Linked DNA regions of Sus scrofa: region 1 is linked to region 2. The links are chromatin contacts, called in public HiChIP or PLAC-seq maps. All regions are on one chromosome and are shown on one strand. The core of a region is the stretch at or near the end of the contact, and the rest is flanking DNA. Distances in the headings are between cores, read along the strand shown. Region 1 overlaps HIPK3 (homeodomain-interacting protein kinase 3). Region 2 holds the start of HIPK3 (homeodomain-interacting protein kinase 3).

The links. HiChIP or PLAC-seq counts read pairs in DNA pulled down with a chosen protein or histone mark.
Region 1: a contact with region 2 is called in an H3K27ac HiChIP or PLAC-seq map of alveolar macrophages. The contact joins the enhancer-like site here to the promoter of HIPK3 in region 2. A contact is called at or near these places in 1 of 5 promoter capture datasets (liver), 11 of 47 Hi-C or Micro-C datasets (embryonic fibroblasts, fetal heart ventricle, heart right ventricle and 5 more) and 2 of 2 datasets of contacts at active chromatin or transcription factors (alveolar macrophages and skeletal muscle).

What each region holds. Positions count from the first base shown.
Region 1 is chr2:27,606,555-27,610,396 of Sscrofa11.1, reverse strand. HIPK3 (homeodomain-interacting protein kinase 3) reads left to right here. Exons shown (of 16, transcript XM_021083205.1): 3 at 706-829. Among named protein-coding and RNA genes, the nearest start is that of HIPK3, 77 kb to the left of the region's middle. Within about 2 kb of position 2,121, at least 3 of the 83 cell types and tissues checked have an H3K27ac peak or open chromatin away from gene starts, as enhancers often do. A contact at or near this core is called in alveolar macrophages, where this site is marked.
Region 2 is chr2:27,684,526-27,688,353 of Sscrofa11.1, reverse strand. It overlaps HIPK3 (homeodomain-interacting protein kinase 3), which reads left to right and starts at 2,428. Exons shown (of 16, transcript XM_021083205.1): 1 at 2,428-3,037.

The sequences.
Region 1 (3,842 bases), core at 872-3,371, 78 kb after region 2:
CAGGTCTAGATCCATGCTTAGTCTTTGGGAGTTTTGTTTTGTTTGGGTCTTATCTTTCAATGTCTGGTTTTCAGTTGTGCTCATGTCATGGTGCACATATTTAATAATTTGCCAATTCTCTTTCTCGTGTATTAAAGTCTCAAAAACAAGGCTTGTGCTTTCTCCTTGTGCTTAATTATTTATTTTGGCCAGGGATGGAACCTGCGCCACCACAACAACAATGCCAAATCATTAACCCTGGGCCACCAGGAACTCCCACACTTCTTCCCCTTTCTTGGCTGCCCGTGGCATATGGAATTCTCAGGCCAGGGATCAGACCTGAACCATAGTTGTGACCAAAGCCACAGCTGTGGCAACACGGGATCCTTAACCCAACTCTGCCAGGCCGGGGATTGAACCTGTGTCCCAGGGCTTCCAAGACGCTGCCAATTGTGTTGCATCACAGGGGGAACTACTTTTTCCTTTTTTAAATGTCATGTTAATAAAAACTCAAATTTATAGATATTTTATCATAGCAATGTTGTATTCATAACAACATTTTAAATTCAATTCAGGATTATGGCTGGATTTCAAAGAGTTCTTAAAAATGAAGAGTTACTATAAATAGGTGATTCCTTTGTCATTTTACAAATTATTCTTAGAATATCAGATGAAATCAGATAAATTTTAAAGAAAACCACTCATATTTTTTGTTTTTAATTTCAGAGCTCCAGAGATTATATTGGGGTTGCCATTTTGTGAAGCCATAGACATGTGGTCATTGGGATGCGTGATTGCAGAATTATTCCTTGGATGGCCTCTCTACCCAGGAGCCTTGGAGTATGACCAGGTAAGTAGAATGTAAAGAAAAATAATAGACTTATAGGAAGGCATTCCCACAGTATACAATACATAGGAAACTTTTTTTGGAATAAAATAGCAAAACCTGAGACCTTACGGAATTTAAATTCAGGATCTCAAAAACAGTTTGATTTTTAAAGTGTTTTCATAAACAAAGCTATAATCCACAGGCCTGAAAGCCAGTTTTATAAAACTCTTGGTAGAATTTTTAAAATCGTTTTTATGCTATAGCTACATAAAGGGCTCGACTGTCCGTTTAAATAATAGCGCTTTGGGTGACAAACTTTGATGATGGATGAAATGTCAGCCTCTCCCAAGGAATAAAAGGCATCGTAACTCCTGATCTTGAACCAATAACCTCTCTTGGTCTTAGTACCTTAGTCACCTGAACCCTCTTTAGTATTTTAAGCTGTTTTGATTGTGCTAGAAGTCTAGCTTAACATTATTTAAATGACTCTCAGTAGAATCCAGCAAATCACCTCATTACACACTTTTCATGATAGTTTGCAGGTATGTTCATTGGTCTAAGTTGTTAGATAATATTGTTTGCTGTTTTCTTGGTTTTTAATATCCAGATTCTTTTTTTGGAGTAATTGTTATTCACTCTTATTTGAAAGAGTTTCATGGGCTCTTCCTTTTTAGAGAGATATATACTCAACTTATATTTTAGTGGAAAATGTTAGTCAGAATTAACAATGGTTACATAAATTTTGTCTGGCTTATATTTTTATTTAAATTATAAACTAACTTTTAAGCATGACAAAATAGGAAATAGAACATTTTAAAGCACACATGATGTAACTGTAACAAAATGCCTGATTTTTAGGGTACCGCTTTCTGTATTAAAAGGGATAGAAGAGGTAGTTAATTTGGTGACTTAAATTTGCTGAGACAACTCTAAAAGTTATTTAATATTATTAGATTTGATGTTATTGTTACGTTTACTCTTATCCTCTTCCAGTGTCTTTCCACCCATAAAGCTTCTCTTTGAAGCCATGTTTTTAAATACTCTCCTACCTTCCCTCTCCATGGTCAGCATACCTCTTAAAAGACTGTTTCTTTAAATATTTCCATACTTCCTATTCCTAGTTTCCTTCATCTTTTAACCCAACCATTAACTTTGATGATACTAGTTTTGAAAGAATTAGTGATCTAATCAGAGAGTCCCGTACTCTCTTAGCCGTGGGTACCTGTCAAATGCACTAATCATATCTTTGGCTTTGTGGACTATAGTTGATGACATGCATGGTACTATGGAGCGGGACACCATCTAGTGGCAATTCCAGGTCAATTTGCTATTGTGTTCTGGATTTGGGCTTTACAGTTCTAGTCTTGTACAACTTATGTTGCTACTGAAAAGGACCCTAAAGATTGTCTAGTTACTATCTCTTCCCATTTTATAAAGGAGAAAACTGAGGCTCAGGAAAATGACTTGTCAGAAGTCACAATAGTAATTTAAGACCAAGTCCTGATCAAAACACAGTTTTTCTAAAGTTTATTAAGATTTTTTTTTTTTTTTTTTTAACTGAGAGCAGGTGTGGAGTTCCCGTCGTGGCGCAGTGGTTAACGAATCCGACTAGGAACCATGAGGTTGCAGGTTCGATCCCTGGCCTTGCTCAGTGGGTTAAGGATCTGGCGTTGCCGTGAGCTGTGGTGCAGGTCGCAGATGCAGCTCGGATCCCACCTTGCTGTTACTGTGGCTCTGGCATAGGCTGGCGGCTACAGCTCTGATTCGACCCCAGCCTGGGAATCTCCATATGCCACGGGCATGGCCCCAGAAAAAGGCAAAAAGACAAAAAAAAATATAAAAAAATAAATAAACTGAGAGCAGGTGTTATCTGATCCAGATTAACAATATTACAATATATTCAGGATGTATATTACTCATATAGCATCACAGTTGGAGTTGTCAATTCAGTGTTTTAAAAGTTATCTTCTAAGATACGTGAATGGGAGCAGATAGAAGTGATGATGTATGTTTTGGTTCCAATCTTAGACTTATACGTAACACTCATTATCAAATCTAGTGCTTACTGAGTAGGTTTTGATACACGTCTTCTTTAAAGATAAGAGATGTCCCTTCTATTCCTTATTTTTAAAGTTTTTTTTTTAATCCTAAATTGTTTTTGGACTCTGAAATGCTTTTTTTTAATCTGTTAAAATGTTCATGTAGTGAGTTTTTTGGGTTTTTTTATTACTTTAGTCTATTAATGTTGAATTTCATAAATTTTCTTCAATTCCCTGGATTATGATCATCTAATTAGAATATGAAAGGGCCATCAGCAGGGTATGCCTCTCTCTATTGTTTCCTATTCTAGTCATCAGCTGCTGTGATATACTAGGATACCCACTTGAGGTATTGTGGCTATTTTATTTTTTAACTTATTATTTCCCTTACAGTGGGCAGTAGTATCATTACTAATTAATACTTACTCAGCTCTTTTTTGTGCCAGGAACAGTACTTAACACTTTAATTAACTCATTTAATGTTCACAGCAACCCTGTGAGGTTTTACAGATGAGGAAGCCAAGGTGGGGGGAAGTTTAATAATTTGCCCAAGAATCCAACACAGGCAATCTGAATCCAGAAACTATGCTATTAGCAGTAGGCCCCCTCATGGATAATGATATTTTGAAGGCAATAAAAGAGTCCAACTAAACCCTGCCCCAGTCTGCCCTGGCTCCCTGACACTGGCCCTCTTCCACATTCCACCTCCGCCCTTCCATTCACGGTCTGCTATTGCTTAGAGATCAAGAGAGTTTTCACCGGAGGTTTTTTTTTTTCTCCTCTTTTGGCTGTCCCATGGCTTATGGAATTCCTGGGCCAGGGATCAAATCCTAGCCACAGTTGTGACAACACTGGATCCTTTAACGTCTTTGCCAGACCAGGGATTGAACCTGTGTCCTAGCACTGCAGAGACACTGCTGATCCCACTGCACCATAGCAGAAACTCCGGTTTTTACAGCCTTTATATAGTTTTTAGATTTATCAACCTCCATTGA
Region 2 (3,828 bases), core at 1,179-3,678:
TTATTTGTATAATAGCCAACTTTCTCAAGAGAATATAAGCTCACAGTTTGCCTTCCTTTTCACCACTGTATTCTCAGATCGTAGCACAGTGCCTCTACATAGTATTTAAGTACTATTTTTTTGTTTTTATTGTCTGTTTGTTTTTGTCTTTTTGCCATTTCTAGGGCGGCTCCTGCAGCACACGGAGGTTCCCAGGCTAGGGGTCCAATCAGAGCTGTAGCCGCTGGCCTACACCAGAACCACAGCAACTTGGGATCTGAGCCTTGTCTGCAACCTACACCACAGCTCATGGCAACACCGGATCCTTAACCCACTGAGCAAGGCCAAGGATTGAACCCACAACTTCATGGTCCCTAGTCAGATTTGTTAACCACTGAGCCACGACGGGAACTCCCCAAATACTATTTTTGAATGAAAAGATACTTTTTTTCACATGCAATTTAGAAGTCTACATTAAAAAAACTTTACGCTGAAATATTCTCTTTTGCTTTTTTTTTTTTTTACAAAGTTCACATACTAGTTAAATCAGGACATTGACAAATTATCTGGATGGTGGTGTTCAGAATGGATTGGAGGAATTCTCTTGCGGCTGAGCAGGTTAAGGATCTGTCTTCACTGCAGTGGGCACAGCGTGCTTCTCTGGTGTGGATTTGATCTCTGGCCAAGGAATTTCCAACATGGGTGTACCCCCCCAATAATGAATTAGAGAGGGAAGAGACTGATGGTAAAGAGGTTAAGTTAGGACACAATAGGTATAAACGGGAAAAAAAAAAGACTTGAACTAATAGTGTTAGTTTGTCTAGCAACATTTGCTAAGGACTTAGTATAAATCAGTGTGTTGGGGACTCACAATACAATGATAAAAACAAATTTTTTTTTTTTTTTTTGGTACAGGATCTCCTCCTGGAACTTGCGGTATATATAGTGCCAATGCCAAGGATAGAAAGTTAAAAAAAAAAAAATCCTTCGCCCTTTTCAGCTTCCTGCATATATGTAGCAGTGCCTTATGAGAATGGAAGCTTCCCATTAGAGGTGACCCAGATAAATGTTTTGCAAAAATTCTGAAGGTTTGAAGTTCTAGTTGAATATTTTCCTTGTTTCACTTACAGATTTTTCTATTATTGTCACTTTCTTCTTTGAGTCATGTTTTTATCCTTTTTTTGGTTCTTTTAACTATTGCTTTTTAAACAAGTCAGAAGTAACTAAATACTAAGTAAAAAGGAATGGCTAACATGCTGCTATCTCTCTGAGAGACAGACAGTTTTGTTTTTCTGTTTTGGCAAACTTTACAACTGGTTATCCTCCCTAAGTTGAAAACAACCTTCTTTTGAAAATGCTACTTCCAACTGCTTCAAGGCATACTATCCGTTTCCCTTAAAGGCATCCTTCAAAATACTCTTCTCCCAGCTTGCAAAGCAGCCCGGAGTCAAGGTGTAGAATTAAATACGCAGCAATTTGCCACGCCTTTTGCCCTGCCTCTACGGCTATAGAAAGTGTCTGGGGACTAATACCTGCGCAGTAGAGGCAAGCCTAATGAAGATTTTCTAAGAAACTAAGAGAGGGCACTTCCATTCCTCAGAGAAAGGTGTTCCCAAAACGTTAAACATTAATTCAGGACAGAAAGGAAGAGAAAAAAGGTATATTTAAAAAGATCAACTATGAATGATAAATATTTAGAAGGTCAGTTGTTTCCTAGGGAAAAGAAGTGCAGACCAGGGCTTGGCTATATAACCTTGGACAAGTCACCTGAAGTTTGATTCCGCGCCCTACTTTGGACCGAGGATCTCTATGGTTCTTTCATCCCTAAGATTCTATGGTTCTATGATTCCGTTGTTTGAGATGGGCCATTCTGTTGATTTCCTCGTTTCCAGGAGGGAGCTAACTAGTTAGTCTCTGGGAGTGGGACTGACTACCTTGATGGAGAATTACCAACGCAGAGGTGAGTGAACTTCATATGTATGTACGAGGGTTTGGAGTTCGAACCGTTGACCCTTTGGGATGGGCGAGCGGGTAGGACTTATTTTCGACTGGAATTGTTCACTGTATACATTTCCCCTTTCTTTATTATTAAACCTTTAAAAAAAAAGGAAAAAAACCGCCAAGAAACAGACCCTAAAGGGGTAGAAGGGGGAAACTATGATTACGGGATTTCGAAAGGCCTGTAAAATCCTGCTTCCGCATTTTCATCCTTTCTTTGGTGGTTAGGATCGTTCAAAAAATACACATATTTGGTGGAGCGGGCCCAAGAGTGAGATTCAGAACAGAAGAGGGGGCGTTGGCGGAGGCTGCTTTTGCTGGCGCGCTGGCGTGAGGGAGCTGCGGGTCGGACCCACGCCGGCCGCCAGGCGGGCTCGAAGCTACAAGGGCGCGGCTGCGGGCGGGCGGGCCCCTGGGAGGGGCTTCGCGGAGGCGCCGCGGCCCGAGCCGAGCTGGGCCGCCCGGGCTCCGCACGCAGAGCGGCCGGGCGGGCGGTGGCGCTGCGGAGGCGGCGACCGAGGCCGGCGGGCGCAGAGGAGGGGCCCGAGACTGGGGCGGCCGGCGGCAGCCGCCTCCGTGACGACTGCCGGCAGCGCGGCGACCTGAGGATACCGAGCCGCGGGCCCCGCCGTCGCCGCCGCTCCCAGCTGTCTTCCTTCTCCTCGCCTGGCGTCAGGAATGGGCCTCAACCGCCGCGGGCCCCGCACCCCGCGCCGCCCGTAGGCCCCAGCAGTCGGAGGCCGGCCGGCCGGCCTCTGACCACCCCTCGCCCCAGCCGAGCCATCCCCACCCCATCTCCCTGGGAAAGAAGATGAGGGAGACGGGCCCGGCGCTCAGCAGCCAGAGCAGCAGCAGCAGCGGTCGGGGGAGGGTGTTTCGCCGTTTCTTCTTAGCCGCCAGGACAAGATGGCAGCGGCCGCGGAGAGGGGCTGAGCCCGGGCTGGGTGGTGCCGCCTGCTGAAGCGCCTGGCTCCCTGTCCCCGGCACGGCCCCGCACCCACCTCGGACATGCTCAGGGCTGCGGCCGCCCGACGAGGGGAGAGCGCAGGCCTCTAGGAAGGTAAGGGAACAGGGCGGGGGGCGTCCCATCCTGGGTTAGGGGCGGGGGAACTGGCTTCATTGGCCGCGCGTGCGGTCAAGGGGCCAGCGGACCTCTCCTCGGACCCCCGCCGGGCCCGGCATCCCCTGAGCGGCCCGCACCGGGCGCGCGAACTGCACCCCATCCGCGTTCTCCGCGCGCTCGTGCTCCGCGTGCTCGTGCTCCGCGTTTCCGCCCCGGCCCTCGCGGGGTGGCGGGTCCAGGCGTCTCCCTCGAGGCCCGGGCGCCCCCCCTGCGAGGCCGCGGACGCGGGGCCGCGCGTGGTTCCTGCGTGCGGTGGCGCAGCCTCCGGGAAGCTGCGCTTGGGCTGGGCCAGGCCGGGCGGCCCCCCGCCGCCCCCTGCCAGGGTTGCGCAACGGCTCTTCCCAGCAACCGAAGTTTTGTTTAGTCCCACTGGGGGCCTCTTCCCTCACCGTAGCCTGGGCCGTCACTACGGAGACCTCTTGTCTTTCATTAAGGGGAACGAACACAAACACACGCACGCACGCAACTTGAGCGCCGCGGTCGATGGCTGCGTCCCGGGCTTTGTGGCCCAGTCCCCGGCGTCGCCGAGCGGCGGGTTTGGAGGGTGTCCACTCCGGGGACGTGAGTGCGTGTGATTGTTGGGGAGGAGAAATGTGATCCGTCGCTCCGCGTCCCCCGCCGCGGCCGGAGGAAGGCGTGGCGGCCGCGCGGCGGGTCTGTTGCCGGCTTCTCTCGTTACGGTGGCGGCCGTCCGCTTCCCTTCCCGGCGCTGGGAGAACTCGCGGAAA